Linked DNA regions of Sus scrofa: region 2 is linked to region 1. The links are chromatin contacts, called in public HiChIP or PLAC-seq maps. All regions are on one chromosome and are shown on one strand. Each heading gives the region's core, a stretch centred on a gene start, on an enhancer-like site or on the middle of the called end of the contact. The rest is flanking DNA. Distances are from core to core; before and after follow the strand shown. Region 1 overlaps ANK1 (ankyrin-1). Region 2 overlaps ANK1 (ankyrin-1).

Region 1 (5,748 bases), core at 1,426-3,925:
GCAAGAGAAAACCAGACAGCCTGCAGAGGAGGCTCAAGGGGGAGCCAGGAGGCCAGCAGGTGCAGCCTGAACCCCGGGCGGGCTGCACAGAGGGCAGCAGAGTTATAGACCAGCCCCTCGGCAGAGCAAGGGCCTGGGGAAGGCCCCGGTCCGGGTGGTACCTTGGCAGGTGTGACAAAGTAATCAATATCAGCCTCCAGCTCATGAGGGTCCTCCAGGGGCCCCTCAGAAATCACCTCCTCGTGCTCCTGGGTGTCATCGGCTCCGGACGGGTCTATCTGGCGAACAACTTTGCGGATGACCTGGAAAAGAGAGGGAGAAGGGGCTGGAGACGCTGTCAAGACAGAGCTGTCAAGACAGAGCCCACAGTGCTCCACCCTGCCTCCTGGTGTGATGGAGGGGTGTTTCTACTTCTTCCACTGGACCACCCGCTCCCGGATTCATGAACCCAAACATTCCAAGGATTTTTTGCTCTGCACCTGCCACTCAAGGAGTAGGAGGTGAGAACAGGAACGAGGACACTTGCTGCTGGGGCAGAGGGAAGCCAGCGCCTGCCCTGACCTCTGGGAACATGGGGGCAACATGAGGTTTTCCTTCTCTTCCTCCTCGCCCCCTTTTTTGTCTTTTTAGGGCCACACCTCAGGTACTTGGAAGTTCCCAAGCTAGGGATCTAATCAGAGCTGCATCTGTGACCTATGCTGCAGCTTGCAGGAACGCTGGATCCTTAACCCACTGAGCAAAGCCAGGGATGGAACCCACATCCTCTCAGAGACCGTGTCGGGTTCTTTTTTTTTGGTAGGCATTTGTAAAAGTTTATTAATTTCTTTAAAAATTTTTTTAAAATTATAGATGATTCACAATGTTCTATCAATTTCTGCTATACAGCAAAGGGACCCAGTTATACATATATACACAGCTCTTTTTCTCATATTATCTTCCATCAAGTTCTATCACAAGTGATTGGATAGAACCCCTGTGCTGTACAGCAGGTATGTCGGGTTCTTAACCTGCTGAGCCACAACGAGAACTCTTCCACCTCCCTTCTGCCCACACCCAGCACAGTGCCCACCGCTTGTCAGGCAGAATCACGCCCTCTGATGTAAACCTGCCGTCCACCCCATGCCTGCCCACCTCCTTTTCATCTTAGGAGGCCTGCAAGGACCCCCCCACCCCACACCCTGTACTGCTGTCATACAGCTGTTTTCAGGGCCAGGCATCACAGGACTAGGTTTGGGCTCTGCCCTGGGACCCATTCCTTCTGGAACACAGTAGCAGGAGCTGAATTCAGGCGGAATCGGGCACAGTGGCCGTGAGAAATGGCCTGCGGGGACTGAGGCAGATACCCGAACTGCCCCGTCGGAGCCGCATTATGCCTCTGTGAGGGCAGCATCGAGGAGCTGCGGGTGCGCCTTCCACCTCTTTTAGCTTCTAGCCCAGCCACCTCTGGGGACTCTGCACCCACCTTCCTGGTGACGACATTGCCCTGCTCATCCGTGTAATGCTCCTCTGACACCTGCTCCCCTGGAATATTCTGAAGAAACTCATTCCCCTGGAATTAGAGAAAGGGAGAAAACTCAAGATTGCTATGTGCATGTGGGAATCAGGGCGGAGGATGAGGAAATAACGTTACGGCAGCAACAGCCACAGTCCAGACAAATTCCCTCCATGGCCAGAAACTGCAACTCAGCAAGCGGCTCGGAACCATCCGTCCCAGGTTGGAACCCGTGGGGCCCTGTGCCTGAGGGGGGGGGCAGGGCTCACAGGAGCGCTGTGTGCTTGATCCCTGCCATGGCTCTGCAGTGGGCAAAATTGGGGCGATTACGCAGGTTTTACGGAGGAGGTCCTGGGAGAGCGGGTGAGGCACCCGATCAATCATTTCTAGGGCACTTTACAGGGGAGAACACCTGGCCACAGGTGCTTTCGCCTCGAGGGTGACTTTATGTTTCACCCAGCAGGTTGGGGACAGAGCAGGAGGAGGGCCGGCTGGTCCCATAGCTGAGACTTCTCTGTCATCACCAAAGGGGGTCCGGGGGAGCGCCACACAGCTCTGGCCCCCTGCACGTCCCAGCCTTCCTACCAGCAGAGGTCCTGCCCCATGTCCCTGCACGCATATCCCTGCGCCGCTGGGCCCTCGCCCGCCCGCCCCTGCGCCCGGGTTACCTTCCGAAGGACCCGGCGCCGCACCACCCTGGTGGAGATGGCCTCCTCGTCGTCGCTCAGGCCCTCGTTCTCCCCCAGCTCCTTGTCCAGCTCCTGGTGGATGTGCTTCAGCACGAAGCACAGAGAGCCCCGGACAATGTGCATCACGTTCTGGCAGCTGACCAGGAAGAAGCCCAGCAGCACCAGGGTGACGAGGAGCTGGGTGACGAACGTCCACATTCTCGCCTCCTCACCAGCCCCGCCCTCCAGGGCCAGCGGAGCCAGGGGGCCGAGAGGCGGGGGTCCGGCCGCTCATTCTGCTCTGGGACTCCACAGGCCCCCCAGCACCCCTTCCATCCTCTCCCCGGGGCGGGAAGCTGCAGGTCCCCCTCTGGATCTACTGCCCTCCTGCCGGGAGCCTGGCATCTGCCCTTGCACCCGGATGACGTCAGGCTCCGGTAATTTTAGCTCCCAAACCAGCTGCCAGGCTGTCGGTTGGGGCTAGAAGGAAGTCGGCAGGTGTGCCTGTCCTGGGGACTGGAAGCCGTGTACAAGTCACCACGTGTGTGACACCCACCCCAGGAGCTAGCAGGGGGGCCCACGTGCCCCTGTGCCAACGAGAGGCGGTTCTGCCCAGGAAAATGGTCTCGTTCAGGACTTGGGACAATAAGACATCTGGGGAATGTGGCTACTTGTGTGTGTTCCCAGGCTGCTGCTGCCACAGTCAGAATGATGTCACCCCACTCGTGGGGCCAACACCCTGAAAGGTTCAGGGTCTGCTTCAAAAACAGCTCTGGGTGAGGGATCTGCTCAGGCCCAGCCAAATGGGTGTAGCGTGTGCCGCATGCACGGGCACTGGGGCCCCTGGAAGCCCATGCAGTTGCATTAGCCCCTCAGCTCTGCATCCCCCACCCCTTACCCGGCACAGCCGCCCGACATGTAAGCGTGTCACTGGGATGTCTATTTAAGGCCTGTCCTTAAAGGCTCTTCCCGTGCTGAGCTGTCAACACCAGGGGCAGGAACCATGCGCATTAAACTCGCCCTTAAACAGCGAACTGGATAATGCAGGCGCAGCAGCTGTGGCTGAAAGGTATGCCGCTTTCAGATCAGCCTGTTCCTCTTTGGGCAGCAGCCCGGCGTGGTGGAAAGAACAAGGATCTGGGCCCGCTCGCTCGCTCGCTGCAGGGCTGGGGAGGTGGGGCGCCTTCTCAGGGCCTCCGTTTCCCCAGCTGTCAAACGGGAGCCAGGGGCTCTCCTCCTGTCCCCAGAGTGCCATGAGGTCGCAGGGTTTGGGACCCCGTCGATAGGGATGGTGGCAGCAAAGCTCCCATGCTGGCTGCTCCCTGGGTGGGCTCTGTGCATGGGTCATGTACGAACTCCGTGACACTTGGGGCCGCCCCCCACCCCCCATCGTGGCTAAGGTTTTCCCCTTTCACACAAAGGAAACGAAGCGCAGAGAGGTTAAGTAACCTGCCTAGGTCAAAGAGGAAGGAAAGGAGAGACAGATCTCCAACTCCAATCACTGTACAACCTGCCTCATCTCAACGAGGAAGCACCTGGAACACGCGAGGGGTAACTCGAGACCTGGGTCTGAGCCAGTCCTGGAGGAGTCCAGGCGCAGACACTGCCCCCGGGGCCGCAGAGAGGCACCGGCTGCCTGGCAGGTTCAGGTGGGCGTCCCAGATCCCCAGTCACAGGCCCCGCCCCCTCTCTGTTGTTTTCTGAGACTCAATGGGAAACACTAGTGAACAGATGCTTTTGGCACGGTCACCGCATTATCCTCCCCTGGTGCCTCGAAGAAAACAGCTCACCTACCCTCCCATCCACTCCTAGACCAGGGAGGTGCTGGGCTCTGCACCCGCATGCAGACTGGGAACCAGGAGGTCCCAGACTCTCCTGGCCCTGAGGCTGGCCTCCCTGGGCCTCAGTTTCCTCAGCTGTAAACGAGGCGGGTGGACCAGATGACCTAGAGGGTTTCTCTCTCGGTCCCCTGGGGGCGGTCCTGCTCCCTCTCCAGTCCGCCCCCACCCTCCTGGCATCCTCCTCCGTCTCCAAACCCGGATGCAGACCCAGGGGAGGGCATGTGTGCTTTGGGATAAATATTCACTCCTGGGAGGAGCAGAAGTGGTGCCGCGGAACAGCCCCATGGCCAAGGCCAAGAATGCACTGGGTGGCCTGGGGTTAAAAATGGGTGTAGCCGCCTGTCTCATCCGTGGAACATCCTTGGCAGGGAAGCATTCTAAATAAAACGCTGTTTAATTCCTGGCAACTCTTGGGAGCCAGCAGCCCAGGCTGTTGTGGAGCCGGCCTGGTGCTGGGGTCCTCAGAGGTGCCTGTGAGGCTCAGGCTCGGACAGGAGTGGGGGTGCTGCGGAGAAGAAGGATGCAGAGGAGAGGGGAGGAGGAGGAAGAGACAGCACTGATGGAGGAGGAGGAACTGGGGAGACACGGAGCCCATCCTTATAGACAGGTTAAAATCACCCATGCACGGAACAGCGATGCGAACTTCATAAAGATGCACAAATTAAAAAGACATTCATGGGAGTTCCCGCAGTGGGGCAGTGGGTTAAGGATCTGATTGCAGCAGCTCCGGCCGCTGAAGAGGTGCAGGTTTGATCCCCGGCCCCGTGCAGTGGATTAAAGGATATGGTGCTACCGCAGCTGCAGCTTGGATTCAATCCCTGGCCCAGGAACTTCCATGTGCTGTGGATGCAGCCATAAAACACACGCGCACACACACACACACACACGTTCATAAAATGTCTGGGATTAGCTTCAAGATGATATGGAGGGAAGAGGCGGGTAGTTGATGAAACCAGACTGGCCATGAGTGAACAGTGGTGGAGCCTGGGGGCTGTGTGCCAGCAGAGGCAATAGGCTGTTCTGTTTCTTTTGATGGTGTTTTTTGTTTTTGGCCAACCCAAGGCACATGGACGTGCCTGGGGCGGGGACCTGACCCGAGCCACAGCAGTGAGAATGCCAGATCCTTATCAGGTAGGCCACAAAGGGATTCCCTGTTTTGTCTGTTTTGTATCTATTTGTAATTTTTCCTAATAAAAATGTTTCAAAACCCACATTAAAATGGGTAACTGTGGGAACAGGGAGTGAAGATAAAAGAGAATAAATAAAATGAAATGGGGAGGTTGGGAGGTTCTGGGAGCCTGTGGTAGGGCCATGCTCTCTGCCCCAGCCTGTCCCAGGAGGAGAGCCCACCCACACAGGTGTGGAATTCCTGAGTGAACCCTGGCGATCATCCATCTTCTACCTCATTTATACGAGGAAACTCAGGGGCCAGTAGGACACTAGGACACACAGGACCCTTTTAGCCTAGCACCCAGGTCTCTGGGTTCTAAGCCTGTCTTCCTAAAACAGGACAGAAGAATAAAAACAAAACCACGGCTCCTGCAAAGCCCACCTCTGGCCCTGTGACCCTGGGCGAGTGGGAGCAACAGCTGAGTGCGGCAGTGGGGGTTGGGAGCACAAGTGTCTAGAAGGTTCTGGAACTCCACCAAGGTAAGCCCCCCCTCACAGGGATCCAGGAGGCAGACAGGTAGACAGAAAGAGAAGCCACGGCCACAGTTTTCAAGGAGGACACACCGGCTGGGAGCTC
Region 2 (5,748 bases), core at 1,223-3,722, 110 kb after region 1:
TCACGCCCTGGTCAACGACCACTCTCCCCCACCCGCCCCCATGTCCCCAGAGGACAGAGGGCTGTTTTAATCCTACTCTGAAATAAAATTTGACGCAGCACTGAAAGGCACCAGCATCACCATTTGCTTTTCCCGGCAGCCTTAGAATATGCAAAGTCAGAGTTCCCATTGTGGCTCAGTGAGTTAAGAACCAACATTGTCTCTGTGAGGATGTGGGTTCGATCCCTGGCCTCCTCAGTGTGTTAAGGATCCCGTGTTGCCGTGAGCTATGGTGTAGGTCACAGACGTGGCTTGGATCCTGCATTATTGAGGCTGTGCTGTAGGCTTAAGGTGCAGCTCAGATTCAACCCCTAGCCTGGAAACTTCCATGTGCTGAAGGTGTGGCCATAAAAACAAAACAATACAAAAAATTTGAAGTTAACAGGCTGACAGTCAAACTGTGTAACCTTTTTTTTTTTTTTTTTTTTTTTTTTTTTGCTTTTTAGGGCTGCACTTGCAGCATAAAGAAGTTCCCAGGCTAGGGGGCAAATGGGAGCTGCAGCTGCCTACACCACAGCCACAGCGATGCCAGATCCAAGCCTCACCTTCAACCTGCACAACTCACGGCAACGCCGGATCCTTAACCCACTGAGTGACGCCAGGGATTGAACCCAAGTCCTCATGGATACTAGTCGGGTTCGTTTCCGCTGCGCCACAATGGGAACACCCAAACTGTAACTTTTGATGAAAGTGATATGTTCCCTGGAGGACAGAGATAGACCCCCCACACCCCCCCAAATGTGGCTGTTCACCTGGAGACCTGCTATGGACACCCCCTCCCAGAATATGGATGCTCAAGTTGGGCAGCAAGAAACAATGGCCTGTGGAAAAAGACTGCCTGCATAGATTAACCTCCTACAAGGACTGACTGCCCTCTGTCATGGGACTTGACCCCCTACCCATCCCTTGACCTTCCCCTCCTCCTCCTTCGTCGTTCCTGCCACAAGTTCCCGCCACAGAGACTTTATAAGCCTCGCCCTCCTCACAGTCAGGGCTGGTGCCATCTGGAGCTCAGCCCGTGCCCCTCTGATGCCTTAATACCTCTCTCTTGCTTTACAACTTGGCCTTGCCCGTTCCTCCCTTGGCAAACCTAAAAAAAGGGAAATAACTTTTCTGAGCATCGTTTTCCTCATCAGTGAAATGAAAATAAGCTCTCCTCTTCCTGGCCCCTTCCTGGGTATTGTGAGAATAACGTAAAAATGCCCAGCACCACTGCAGGCACATAGTAGGTCTTCAGTGAATGACAACAATGTTCTTTCCCCCTTCTTTCCTCGCATCACGAAAGCTTTTGTCAAAGGTGGACGTGCCACCCCCCCCAACACACACACACCTCGAGGTAGGGGGTGTGACTGCTTTCGCTTTGACCCTGGAACTTAGAGGCTGGTTATTGCCTGTGCAAGGTCGGAGCACCCTTGGCCAAGAATAAGACCCCAGCCAGCCCAGCTGCTGTAGCCACTAGACCTCTCAGACTTTCACTGCGTCATTTCCTTTTTCTTTTCTTTTTTGGACGCCCTGAGGCATATGGAATTCCCAGGCCACAGATCAGATGGGAGCCACAGTTTTGACCTAAGCCACGGCTGTGGCGATGCCCAACCTTTAACCCACTGTGCCAGGCCGGGGATTGAACCTGCAGCCCAGTGCTCCCAAGATGCCACTGATCCCGTTGCACCACACTGGGAACTCCCCAAGCTTCAAATTCTTGATGTACGTTTATTTTTTTTTCCCCTGCATCATTTTTAATTTCCATTTTCTCTGCTGTGGAGAAAGAATTCTCAGGGCACAAGTCCAGCTGAAGCCCTGCTCCTGAGCCCCGCCCGGGCCCACCACTCCTCCCTGCTGCATCCCTGCCTACAGGATAGCTTTGCCCTGAACCATTCTTCTATCTGCCCAGCCCCGCACCCACCCAGGGAGTTGCCCCAGCTGGAGTCTCTGTGGGAGGCTGATACGGGTGGGTTGCAGGAGCTCCACCTTTTACTGAGAAAGGCAGGCGGGCTTATCACCCCCCCCCCCGCCCCCCGGAGCTGCGCTACACTCCCACCCCACCCTGGGGGAGTCTGTGAACCCTCTAAAACATCCTACTTGGTGTGTGTGTGTGGGGGGTATTTTTCCCCTTGGGGACACTGCTGGGCCCTTCCTGCCCTAGCCCCTTCCCCAGTTAATTAGGGAGGAACTTGGCAGAATAGATGCTTCAGCTCTTGAGTCAGATTGCCCCAGAAATCCAGGGTGACTCCTTCAGACCTTGAGTGATGAGAGCTGAGAGCCTTGGTTATTTTTCTATTTCACTGTGGGGTGAGCTCCCCGGTGGCCAGTTCAGTGGCCCTGGGCCCCGCCTCCCTGGAGCAAGGATCCCGAGTGAGTGCAGGGTCTATTTAGGGAGGTGATTGGAGCTGGGTATCAAGTCCCACGGTGCTGGCACTGGTGTCTATCATGTTCCTTTTAAGAGGGTTGGCAGGCCTGGGGTCTATTTTTAAACTTATGAGAAGGTACTCCGTGCATTCCAGGGCAGGCCAACGTCAAAGCCAAGATCGCACGGGGGAGGCAGGGAGAGCGAGGCTGGATCTAGGATCTTCTCTTCACTTACACACAGGGGTTCCCCTTAGTCCTGAGACCAGACACTGACCGTCCATCAAAGGGGTCTCTCTAATTGGAGGTCCCTCTGGGACATGACCTCAGTGGAATTTGACTTCTCACACTGAACCCTTGAGTGACATGCTGGGTCTGTGTTTCAGTATTGAGATTTTGAAACTAGACCCCCACACTCAGGGTGAAAAATCATGTGCCTTTTTGTATATCTAGCCTCTCCCTTTCCTCTGATTTTTTTTTTTTTCTTTTGACAGCCGGACCTGCAGCATATGGAATTTTCCAGGCCAGGGGTCAAATCAGAGCTGGAGCTGAGGCCACAGCCACAGCCGTAGCCACAGCAACATGGGATCCAAGCCACCACGGGAGACCTATGCAGTAGTTTTCAGCGACACAGGATCCTTAACCCACTAAGCGAGGCCAGGGATGGAACCTGCAGCCTCATGGATACCAGTTGGATTCTTAGCCTTCTGGGTCACCATGGGAACGCCTCTCCTCTGATTTTCAAAGCAGACCTAGAAACCCCAGCCCCCTGGCCCCAGCCCTGGAGAGCCCATAGCCAAGAATTTGCTGTGGAGAAGGGGGCAAGCAAAGCCTGACTCCCACAGGGGTCTCTGTGCCCACCACCTGGGAAATCCTGCCCTGTGCTGGAGAGAAGCGTGGGGAGTGGGCTCGAGGGGCTAGTCCGCAGGGGACAGGATTATCTTCCCAGTAGTGAGAAGCCAATAGGCACCAGACGCCACTGTTTTCCATCAAACAACCAGATGACGAGAACAGAATGTTTCATGTACGCTAACAAGTTTCAGCTTTGGTATCCACTTCTCTTTTTGAATAAGAAACAGACCCAGAATCCCGAAAGAAAAAACTGCCTTGAGAACAAGCAAGGGTTTCCACTGAGCAGTTCCAGGACACCCCCCCCCCCCCCGCCCAGGGGCGGGGGGGGGAAACCGGGCAGGGAGGTAAGGATGGGACAAGCATCTTCCATTCATCTCCAAACTCCTGTGCCCAGCACGGAAGCTACTCTCCATACCTGATGAACAGGATTAAGCTCCCAACTCATGGAATGGGATTCTGCCAGGCCAGGTCAAAACAAGACACGCGTGTTGACACGACCCTGGCTACACACCAGAGGCTCCATCAACAGTAGCCCAGTTGGAATCTGAATTGATCCATTCAGATTGTAAAACGGCACATCGGTCGAAGAAAACAAATCATGGGTCCAGGGCTGGTTGGCCAAACCATTCATTTCCTCACCAACCATTATGTGGTCCCTGCGGGAACAGCCTTGGAACCACAGTCGATTCTGGGGTGGCGTGGGGCGGGGGTTGTCACAGGCGTGGCCTTTCCCCTGGAGGCCTGGGCTCTGCTACAGGAAAGGATCTCACCCCTCCGTCCTCACCTCCCAGCCCCTCCCCATAATCACCATCTAAATGAAATGACAATTGCCCAGCCAGGCCCAGCAGAGCCATGCTGCCTCCTCCCTCCAGGTCCCCCAGGCAGACAATTCTTCAAAGATTCACAACCCTCTGCTGAGGCCAGAAAGAAGAGGGAGATGTCATGAGGGGTGACAGCATTGTTCTTTTTTTTTTTTGTCTTTTTGCCATTTCTAGGGCCGCTCCCGCGGCATATGGAGGTTCCCAGGCTAGGGGTCGAATCGGAGCTGTAGCCACCGGCCTCCACCACAGCCACAGCAATCTGGGATCCGAGCCGCATCTGTGACCTACACCACAGCTCACGACAATGCCAGATCCTTAACCCACTGAGCAAGGCCAGGGATCAAACCCACAACCTCATGGTTCCTAGTTGGATTCGGTAACCACTGAGCCACAACAGGAACTCCAGCACTGTTCTAAAAGCATCCCCCATGGGAGCTCCTGTTGTGGCTCGGCAACTAAGAACCTGACTAGCATCCATGAGGACGTAGGTTCGATCCCTGGCCTCGCTCAGTGGGTTAAGAATCCAGCATTGCCATGATCTGTGGTGTAGGTCGCAGACGTCACTCGGATCTGTGGCTGTGGCTGTGGCTGTGGCTGTGGTGTTGGGCAGCAGCTGCAGCTCTGATTCGACCCTTAGCCTGGGAACTTCCATATGCTGCAGGTGCGGCCCTAGAAAGAAAAAAATAAAATTTAAAAAATGAAAGCATCCCCATGGTCAAGTGCATGGCCCATGTTCTACCATCACACTTGGCTTTCCCCACGCTGGGAGGCGCTGGCTGCATTTGCAACAAACCCTTCAGACCGTGCTGCCTGCCTGCTGGTGGTGGAGCCCAGACGGGCTGGAAACCACCCACATTTGGGGAAAACGTGTATGCACGCGATACACTGTCAGAATGGTCCCGTCTACTAAACTATGTCCAGGGCTTCCACACGTCTGGGGAGCCTTCCCCTGCAGGCTGCTGAGATGGGAAGAAGAGAAGGAGACCCTGGAGAGACTGCACAACTCACTTCTCCCTTACACATGCTGGCATGGAAAACCTTTTTTTTTTTTTTTTTTTTTTCTTTCACACTGCCACATGAGCTTGCTCTCAGCAGTGAAACCCAAGGTTCCAGAAGGATGCTCAGGTGTCAGTTCAGGCAGCCCAGGGTGGCTGCCCAGCGGATGCTTTATTCGAAGGGTGCAGAGCCAGGCTGGGTGGTGGCACATGGCCAGCCACGTGCAGATCTGCCTGAAGAATACCGGAAGGGTCTATGCCCCCGAGTCTTCCCAGCTCAGCAGAGGTGGCCCCAGGACATCCACTAGGAACGGGGGCCTGGGAAGATAGTGCTGTGCGACCTTTCTGTGACCTCTCGTCCACGATTTGTCAGCGTAGTGACAGCAAGACACAGAGGAAAGGGCAGGAGAAGGATTTGCAAATAATAAAAGCTGAAATGTGCAAGCCAGGCACATTCTAAGCATTGCAGATATCTTAACACTTTTAATTCCCAACAACCACTCTGTGAGGTAACTACCATTATTAGTCTCGTTTTACAGAAGACAAAGCTGAGGCATGAAAACATTAAGTAATTCACCCAAAGTTACTGAAGAGTAATATGATGCTTTGAGTTAGTGTGTAGAACAGAGTGAAGGCAGCTGTTCTGGGTTTTGCTTGATAATAGGAGCCTAAGAGGTTTTTTTTGGGGGGGGATAGGG

What was found. HiChIP or PLAC-seq counts read pairs in DNA pulled down with a chosen protein or histone mark.
Region 2: an H3K27ac HiChIP or PLAC-seq map of skeletal muscle shows a contact between it and region 1. The contact joins two enhancer-like sites. A contact is called at or near these places in 3 of 47 Hi-C or Micro-C datasets (heart right ventricle and skeletal muscle) and 1 of 2 datasets of contacts at active chromatin or transcription factors (skeletal muscle).

Annotation. Positions count from the first base shown.
Region 1 is chr17:10,759,951-10,765,698 of Sscrofa11.1, forward strand. It overlaps ANK1 (ankyrin-1), which reads right to left. Exons shown (of 43, transcript XM_021078313.1): 41 at 1,463-1,549; 42 at 162-302. Among named protein-coding and RNA genes, the nearest start is that of MIR486-1, 3.9 kb to the left of the region's middle. Within about 2 kb of position 2,676, at least 6 of the 83 cell types and tissues checked have an H3K27ac peak or open chromatin away from gene starts, as enhancers often do. A contact at or near this core is called in skeletal muscle, where this site is marked.
Region 2 is chr17:10,869,924-10,875,671 of Sscrofa11.1, forward strand. All of the region lies in intron 1 of ANK1 (ankyrin-1), which reads right to left. It overlaps LOC110257497 (a long non-coding RNA gene), which reads left to right. Exons shown (of 4, transcript XR_002340153.1): 4 at 1-243. Among named protein-coding and RNA genes, the nearest start is that of ANK1, 110 kb to the right of the region's middle. Within about 2 kb of position 2,473, at least 9 of the 83 cell types and tissues checked have an H3K27ac peak or open chromatin away from gene starts, as enhancers often do. A contact at or near this core is called in skeletal muscle, where this site is marked.